3 separate regions of the Mus musculus genome follow, and regions 1 and 3 are each linked to region 2. The links are chromatin contacts, called in public Hi-C maps. All regions are on one chromosome and are shown on one strand. The core of a region is the stretch at or near the end of the contact, and the rest is flanking DNA. Distances in the headings are between cores, read along the strand shown. Region 1 overlaps Ak5 (adenylate kinase 5). Region 2 holds the start of AI115009 (expressed sequence AI115009). Region 3 overlaps Ak5 (adenylate kinase 5).

Region 1 (2,700 bases), core at 196-2,695, 110 kb before region 2:
ACTTGACACAGACAGTGTCACCCTTCTCTGTGGTAACCCCAAGTCTGCCTCAATGCACTCTGGCTACACTTCCTCTGTAAGCAGAGTCACGCTGGACCCAGTCAGCACTGTCCGACTGGGAGGTCTCTCTGGGGTTTAGGGACTGAGTGGCCAGCACGGTTAGGCGCTTTCCTATATTGTTCATCTAGGAACGCCTCGTAGACATTGTTCCCTTTGAGCTGACGTGATGGCTTAGCAGTGTGAAAGTCAGCATGGCAGAAACAAGAGACACCCTGCCAACAAGGTGGAAAGAGAGCATGCTTGAAAGTTGTCTTCTGACTTCACACACACACACACACACACTCCCACCATAGACACACACACTACAAACACACACATATACAAACACACTTCACACACACACCACACACACCATAAATACACAAACACACACATATACAACACATACACATGCATACCACCTTCCTACAGCACACACATACACCACACACACACATCACACATACACAGACACACACACCACCCCTACATACCACACACACACATCCCACGTACACACACGCTGACAATGATAATGATGATAAAAACTGAAAACAATAAGGAAGCGTGCTCCTCTCCGTGCACACGTTCGAAACGTGCACACGTTCAAAATGCTAAGCAGGCCCCGAGTTTCTTTGCTTGGCTCTCAGTGAAATAAAGTTAGTGATGATTAAAGTTGGTTATCACACAGCTTAGAAATTTCCAGTGGTACTCAGCATAAAATTGCTAATGTTTTCAAGGACAAACGATTGTGGATTTCTAAGTTTGTTATCTTTAAAATGAATGTGTGTGTGTGTGTGTGAGTATGTGTGTGTATATGTATATGTATGTGTGTGTGTATGTATGTGTGTGTATGTGTGTGTGTGTATGTGTGTGTTTGTGTGTATGTGTGTATGTGTATGTATGTATGTGTGTGTGTATGTATGTGTGTGTATGTGTGTGTGTATGTGTGTGTGTTTATGTGTGTGTGTATGTGTATGTATGTATGTATGTGTGTGTATGTGTGTGTGTATGTGTATGTATGTGTGTGTGTCTGTGTGTCTGTGTGTCTGTGTGTCTGTGTGTGTGTGTGTTTGTGTGTAGGGGATGCCGTGGAGGTCAGAGGACAACTCTGGGAGTTGGTTTTCTACTTCCAAGGACCAAACTCAGGTTGTCAGACTTGATGGTAAGGGCTTTTACATGCTGAGTTTCTCAGTTCCAATATGCATCCTCCCCTCCCCTCCCCTCCCCTCCCCTCCCCTCCCCTCCCCTCCCCTCCCCTCCCCTCCCCTCCCCTCCCCTTCTTCCTCTTCCTCTTCCCCTCACTCCCCTTCCCTTCCTTCCCCCCAGCACTTTGCTCTGTTGTCCGGGCTGGCTGCCACACTCTGGGCTACACTTCTCCATCAGTGGAAGCCTGCACCTTTTTCTCGGGAGTGCTGACTCATTCCAGCCGGGCTGTCGCTATTGTTTCTGAGCTATGCTGGCTTATAATGTTGTCTTCCTGGAATTTAAAAAAACCCCACAGACTCTTGGAAAGGACTGGCTTCTGGTAACCCTGTATAGTCCTTGACAGAGCCTCAAATCTCTATTTGGCCAAGAGCTTAAAGATAGTATTGATTTATAAAAAGTGATCTGTGTAGTCAGGAGCACAGACATTATAAGAAGCAACGCTGTGGTTATCACATTATTAAGGCTTAAAGAAAACCAGCAGTCTTGTATTTTTGGCAGGCAAACATGATTTATTTGTTTTCTGTTATTATTAATAGTGTGCCTTTACTGTTAATCTTTTTCTTTAAAGATTTACTTTATTTTTATTTTATGTGTATGAGTGGTTTGCCTGTCTATAGGTATGTGCACTACCTGTGTGTGCCTGTGGGAGGCAGAAGAGAGCACTGGATCCCTTGGAACTGGAGTTACAGATGGGTCTGAGCCGTTGTGTGGGTGTTGGGAACTGAATCTGGGCCCTCTGCAAGAGCAGAGAGTACTCATGACAGTTGGGCCATCTCTCCAGCTCCTATGTTATTTCTTGATCACAATTTTAGAGTTAATTCCTGACATCGTTTCCTGCCATTCGTAGTGACTCCTCAAATACTACACCTCCATTTTGCATTAATCTATTATTCTCTTCCTGCCATCCTGCTCGTTCTATGGTGACAGTATTTCCTCGTGTTTCTCCCTCTTTCCTTATGGTACACATTCTTCCTTGTTGCACATTTATGAATGAGGACATTACTCCAGAATATTTATGCACCGGGACATATTTCACTTATTTCTTTAACAAGAACCCACTGGCAGAATAAAGGAAATTAAAATAAAAAAATAGCATAACCAGAAAGATGATGCAACAAGCGCAGTCGTCAGCCATAGGGAGAAATGCCAAGAGAGTTCTGAGAGCCATAGACAGTTGTAACACGTCAGTAATCTAAGGGGGAAGAGGGATTCTATTTAAAACATACAAAAGAAGATTATGGTCAAGAGAAACAAAAAACGGAACCCCACCACCTGATGAGGATCAGGGTCCAAGGGCATCTGCTGTGGCTAAGGCCAGTGCACAGTCTATTTCCTCACAGAGAGGCCTGCTCTCTTCTCTAGTTAGGAGGACATTTCTTGACACTAGAGCCACTTACAGACAAGGCGGGGCTAGGCTTGGCAGGGCGGGGCTGAATAGGATGGGGCGTGGCT
Region 2 (2,700 bases), core at 76-2,575:
TAGCTCCCCAAAGGGCACTGATTCTTAAATCGGTAACAGTGAGCTTCAGTCTTTCACTGGTAACTTAAGTCCTTTTTCCTAAGTGCCAGCAGCAGCCCAGGACTGAATATAGGTAGTCTACTGGTGCTATTGCTTAGTCTCTGAGTTAACCCTCTGAATATGTAAATAATCTAGTTAGACTTTTGATAGCATTCAACTAATTGCCAACCTCTGATCTAAGGTCAGAGACCAATAGTTATATTACAAAGGCGAATTAGGAACACAGCAGAACCAGCTGCAAACGTTCTGTTGTGTTTTGTTTTTAATTTATTTTTAAAGCGGGAGTACTTTTCAACCACAAACCTAGCAGATACTCTGTACCACCCAAAGAGATCTGAAAAGTTCCATTATATTCTAGGCTTTGGTGGTGATACATTGCATCAGCCACCTGTTACTGTGATCTGTAATGGCATGTACTATCTATCTGCAACCATCTGGGGTTTTGGAAGGCACCTGGTTAAACTTAGAACAGTGTGGATTCTGGCACAGAAAATCCATTTTAGAAATCTGAGGTGTTGGATTTTTGTGGTCTGTACTCGTCACATGGACAATCAGGTCCTGCTTCCCTCTAAGCTGTGCAGTGAATCGGTCTCACTGTTCAAATGGAACCTAGAAGTCTCTATAGTCTTCTCCAGCTCTTTGCTGTCCTGAACTGAGTCTCAGTATACAGCGTTTAGTGCCTCTCAGGTAAGCAAGCTGACGTCCTTTTGAGTGTGTGCAGTATTTGGGGACATTCCATTCATATGCAGAAAAGCCAACGGGAAGCTTGAAGCCTAAGCAGCTACCTACCAGGGCTCATTAGCACACTCCATACAGAGTTCTGTGAGCAGACCACCCTGGCTCCCTGTACATTACCTGGCACCACGGAAGAGAAATGTCAGGAGACTCCGCCAGGCGTGTATCTATCATTCTTTTAGAAGCATAGAAATAAAATCGGTTTTGGTCTTAACATTTATAATTTAAAAAAATATTTCAGCTCTTCATTTCCACATTTACAAAAACAGCAAAAAAAGCTGTCCAAGCACTGTAATTATGGTATCCTGGGTTAAATAAACATAGTTTGGGGGTATTGCAAAAATTATTGTCTTAAGCACTGCACTTTCCTTCTAACAGAAAAAAATCCCCTAAACAGGAAAAAGAACAATGTGTGGCCTTTGGTTTATAATATTACTCTTCCATTTCCTTCAGAATTGGAGGCCAAAATTTTTAAGGCTCATCCTATGAGGCTTGGATTGGTGCCGTCCTTTTTTTTTTTTTTAATTTTTATTTTGTTTTATAACCTAAGCAAAAGCGCTTCGGATTTAGGGTGTTTTAAGACGGAATGTGGAGAGAATAATAGGAAGCAGGACTTCTCTCTGGGAAGCAGGTACCTTTAGCTCATTCCTCAAGCCTCCTTCCTCACATTCCTATCCCCTGTCCCTGGTGCGGATGCTGGATGCTGCTGCTAAGCCCAGCAGAGGCCAGCAACAGGAGTCACGCCTGTCTGGCCGCTCCCAGTCGAACCCAGTCTGTGTAGGTGGGCGCGAGGGCTGGCGCTGGAGGCTGGGAGGACCTTTCAAGCAACCAGCAAACGCGCTCGGGAGTTCATTGACTGGCCGCTTAGAGCTTCAGGGACCCAGGAGATAGCGCTGCACTGGATCGGCTGGGCTGTGTGTATATATGCGTGTGTGGGTTTTTTTTCTCCCTCTCCATCTTCATCCTTCTCCTCAAGCCGTCCCCCCCGGGAGAGTCGCTTCGTCCACGCTTTCCCTCCCCTGCAAGGGGTCCCAACGCTTGGCGCCTGGAATGTTTAGGACTCTGGAACCTTCAGTTTCCTGTCCTGCCTCCGTGTGGGCGACACTGGTCTCACCTGGCTTGACCCTCAGTCCCAGAGAGTGCTGCCAGGCCACGATCTGCTGTCCATTCTGGGTGCCCATCTCGGAGGGATACTCTGGGGACAGCCTGCATCCAGTACCCAGCTTGAAGAGGGAAACTTGATCCCAAGATACGGGTTTCGAAGCCTGCATTTGAAAAGGACCCGAGCGACCCGAGCGCACAAGGCGACTTGTCTGGGGCGAAGGGAACGGCGAGCCTCTGTGAGCGCCTTCATTAGGGACCCTACACCGGAAGGTGCAGCCGGGCACTGGCCCTCGGGACATTCGCTGGGGATCCTTTGGCCACCCCAGCCTCTTACCTCGAAAAGCTGAGGAATGTCCCTCCGGGCCAGGTACTCCTTGGCGTCGTTGGTGTTCATGGCTGTACGGCGCGCGTGCAGTGGGGAGCAGGAGGGGAAGCTCCCGAGGTTGGGGCTGGCGGGGCGCAGCCCTCACTTGGATGCGCTCAGGCCGGGGTCCCCTCAGCGACTCCCGGGCAGCTGTGCAGTCCGCGCTCCCGTCGCCCCCGCGTCCGCGCCGGTCCCCGCGCCAGCCAGCAGCGAGCAGCAGCGGCTTCCCGGGCGCAGGCAGCGCGAGCGCCAGGGGAGGGGCGCGGAGGAGGACCACGCGGCCGACGCCACCAGCCGCCGCCTCCCGGCTCTGCGCGCTCGGCCCGCGCCTCCGGAGCTCGCTGCGGCGGCCGCCAGTCACGCTGCGCGGGCGGGCGCGGGGCGCGGGGGTGGGGACGCGCGGGCTGCAGTCACTCCCCAGCCCGCAACGCAGCCAGGGCAGCCAGGGCACCAAGGAG
Region 3 (2,700 bases), core at 115-2,614, 87 kb before region 2:
ATGGCACGATGGGGTGACAATGGGGTTGAAGAAGAGGAGCCAACGTGAAGAGACACCTCAGAGTAGGGATATTGAGACCTTGGCTGTTGACTGGACACAGGAAGCAGAGAGTGAGAGAGGCAGCATGTGGTCAGTGGGGCTTGGCACCGACGTCTCAGGAGATGGCGCTCACAGTTATTGAAGGAAGAGGTGTAGGGAGGGCTGTAGGGCTGAGCAGACGTTATAGCATAGTCTGGGCAGGCTTGCTGACCTGACCTCCATGATGAGTAGAGAGAACTGTCCCATTGGGAGTCTGGCACATGGCTTTGGTGCCGACTTGAGACTGCAAAACAAACAGGAGGAGAGGGGAGTCTAGAAGGGATCAGGAAGGACGGCCTGAAGTCTGAGATGGAGACAGGATATGCTTCATACCTGTGGAGACGTGACTGCCACCTCACTTGAAGAACTCAAGTGGAGGGATGTGAACCATCGCTTCTGGTTTACTACAGTGCAGTGCCATTTATTGGTGTCGTTTACCCAAAGCAGCCTTTTTGTTATCCTGCCTTCCCTCTCCCTTCTACCTTTGCTGACAGTGTTCAGCCTTCCTGGTAAATATAACATCAAAAAGCCAACAGTTCCCTTCGGAAATCAGAGAGAACGGGGGATCAAAGAGGAGAGTTCTAGCACCAGCCATTGAGACAGCAGTCACAGGTGAGGAGAGACGGGTTTGAAGAAAAGCATCCTGGCATGTATGAAGTCTTTGCTTTCTTAGCTCACGTTTGTATCCGCTGGAGATTTAGTAGCCCCCTTTCCACAGGGCCAGTGAGAGAACACCACGAGTCTCCAGTGGGCGCGAGGGAGGGATGTAGCCTAAACCACGTCACTGTAGACTTTAAATAAGGCATGCTTGCTCCATAGTCACCATTCAGTACTTGGAGCTGCGAGTGGTATAGACCCATGGTGCCCTTCTTTGTGTTCTCACATGGTTCCAGGAGCCACAAATGCTCACCGCAGGGGCATGATTTGGCTGCTGGGTTTTTGATACAGAAACATTAAACATTAAAAAAACAAATCAGGAAACCGCTAAACTCTTGATCATTTACAATACACTTCCACTGTCATTCTCTTATTGAGCATCCCAGCAGCCCACTGACGTAAATATTAACACAGTTTGTTGATTTACAGAGATGGCCCAGCAGGGGTTCTGACGGTCAGCCATACTTGGAGAGGCAATCCTGTCTTCCTGAACTCAAACCATCATTTCTCCCCTGCACCACACCATTTTCCACATGGGGCCACTTCAAGTCTCTGATTCTCCTAGCCTCTCTGAAGAGTTGTATTCTGTGATGCCGACACTGACAGAAGCCACCTGTGCAGCTAAAAGAAGATCCAGAGCGTCACTGTTTTCCAATCTACTGCTGGCTGCACTGCGTATGGCTCTCAGACCCAAGCTGGGAAGCAGAGGAACTGAAAATAGGCTTGTCAGGGTATCCGTAAACATAAAATGTAAAAAAGAAAACACCTTTCCACACTTCCCAACCACATGAGGGGTGTGGGTGCCGTGTGAACTCCCCAGGGGATGGTGGTGAGCTGTGGTCACCTCCCACTTGCTCCAGTATTAGCTCTTTCAGGTCTGGGTGTCAGATCTGCACTCATGCTGGCACCCCTTCTGACGTCATTAAGAGGCTGCAAAAGCCCACATGGCTTGCCTGCCTTCATACGGCCGCTGGCCATGCTGCTGATCCAGCTGGGCATCAGGACTCTGGTGTGGGCACCAGGGAAAGGACCCTGGCGTCTCTGCTTCAGGTCAGTGCTCTGAACAATGCTATGGCATCCTAAGGCATCAGGGACATAAGGTTGAACCAGAGCCCCCCTGCCCTTCAGGTGAGTAAGATGGCTCTGTATCGAACATCCTCCGTTTCCTCATCTGCTGTGTGAGGCGAGAGTCACCAAACCTTCCAGACCAGTGTTACGGAGAAAACGGAAATTAAATCAGGAGTTGCTGCGCTCAGAATAAATAACTAACCTTGTTAGCGGGAACTATATAAAGGCTGGGTCAACAGGGAGAGTAATTTTAAGTGCCAAACAGTGCACTTATCAACAACATAATTAAACTTAGTAAAAATAATGCACTCACAAATTTTTCTAGCCTGCTAAGTGCTCACTTCTCAAATAAACCTTTACTTACCAAAGTGAGAGGAAAGACTGCTCCCAAGCATAGCAAACATTAGGAGGGGCTGGAGAGATGGCTCAGTGGTTAAGAACACTGGCTGCTCTTCCAGAGGACCTGAGTTCTGTTGCCAGCCCTCATGTCTGGGTTCACAACCATCTGGAACTCCAGCTCCAGGGCATCTGACACCCCCACCTCCAGTGGTGCCTGCACTGGCCTGCACACCCCCACATGCACCCACAGAGGTACACACCTACACATAATTAAAAATAATACGAATAATTTTAAAAGGAATATTTGGGGAAGAAACTGCTCTACTTAGCTTGTGTATTTCTTAGTTTAAACAATGAATTACCTCAACGGGCATATGATAAGTGGGCTGAAAATGTGATAGCGACCTTCAACCTAAGAGGGAAGTCTCATCCGGGAAGCCTGCGTGATAACTGCTCATGACTCGATGGGTCACTTTCCTCTCAGGCACAGTAAAAGATAGAATGAAGCAAGACCCAAGGGCGCTTTGCTTGGCTGAGAACAGAACAGGGACCTGTCCA

The links. Hi-C and Micro-C count contacts between places; a contact is called where the count stands out from the background.
Region 1: a Hi-C map of pancreatic cancer cells shows a contact between it and region 2, with 2.7 times the contacts expected there. The contact joins the enhancer-like site here to the promoter of AI115009 in region 2. A contact is called at or near these places in 4 of 39 promoter capture datasets (hippocampal neurons, neutrophils, second pharyngeal arch cranial neural crest and 1 more), 8 of 484 Hi-C or Micro-C datasets (the HL-1 cell line, embryonic stem cells, nephron progenitors and 1 more), 2 of 115 datasets of contacts at active chromatin or transcription factors (VIP interneurons and embryonic stem cells) and 3 of 9 other capture datasets (adipose tissue, liver and pancreatic islet).
Region 3: a contact with region 2 is called in a Hi-C map of cerebral cortex, with 1.8 times the contacts expected there. The contact joins the enhancer-like site here to the promoter of AI115009 in region 2. A contact is called at or near these places in 4 of 39 promoter capture datasets (HPC-7-derived erythroid cells, hippocampal neurons, neutrophils and 1 more), 2 of 484 Hi-C or Micro-C datasets (cerebral cortex and nephron progenitors), 1 of 115 datasets of contacts at active chromatin or transcription factors (embryonic stem cells) and 3 of 9 other capture datasets (adipose tissue, liver and pancreatic islet).

What each region holds. Positions count from the first base shown.
Region 1 is chr3:152,555,201-152,557,900 of GRCm38.p6, forward strand. The region is part of intron 6 of Ak5 (adenylate kinase 5); the gene reads right to left. Among named protein-coding and RNA genes, the nearest start is that of 3110067G11Rik, 67 kb to the left of the region's middle. Within about 2 kb of position 1,446, at least 74 of the 459 cell types and tissues checked have an H3K27ac peak or open chromatin away from gene starts, as enhancers often do. A contact at or near this core is called in the HL-1 cell line, pancreatic cancer cells and pancreatic islet, where this site is marked.
Region 2 is chr3:152,665,588-152,668,287 of GRCm38.p6, forward strand. It overlaps AI115009 (expressed sequence AI115009), which reads left to right and starts at 1,326. Exons shown (of 4, transcript NR_040386.1): 1 at 1,326-2,245. Ak5 (adenylate kinase 5) reads right to left here. Exons shown (of 14, transcript NM_001081277.2): 1 at 2,213-2,700. The coding sequence starts at 2,272.
Region 3 is chr3:152,578,812-152,581,511 of GRCm38.p6, forward strand. The region is part of intron 6 of Ak5 (adenylate kinase 5); the gene reads right to left. Among named protein-coding and RNA genes, the nearest start is that of AI115009, 87 kb to the right of the region's middle. Within about 2 kb of position 1,365, at least 4 of the 459 cell types and tissues checked have an H3K27ac peak or open chromatin away from gene starts, as enhancers often do. A contact at or near this core is called in cerebral cortex, where this site is marked.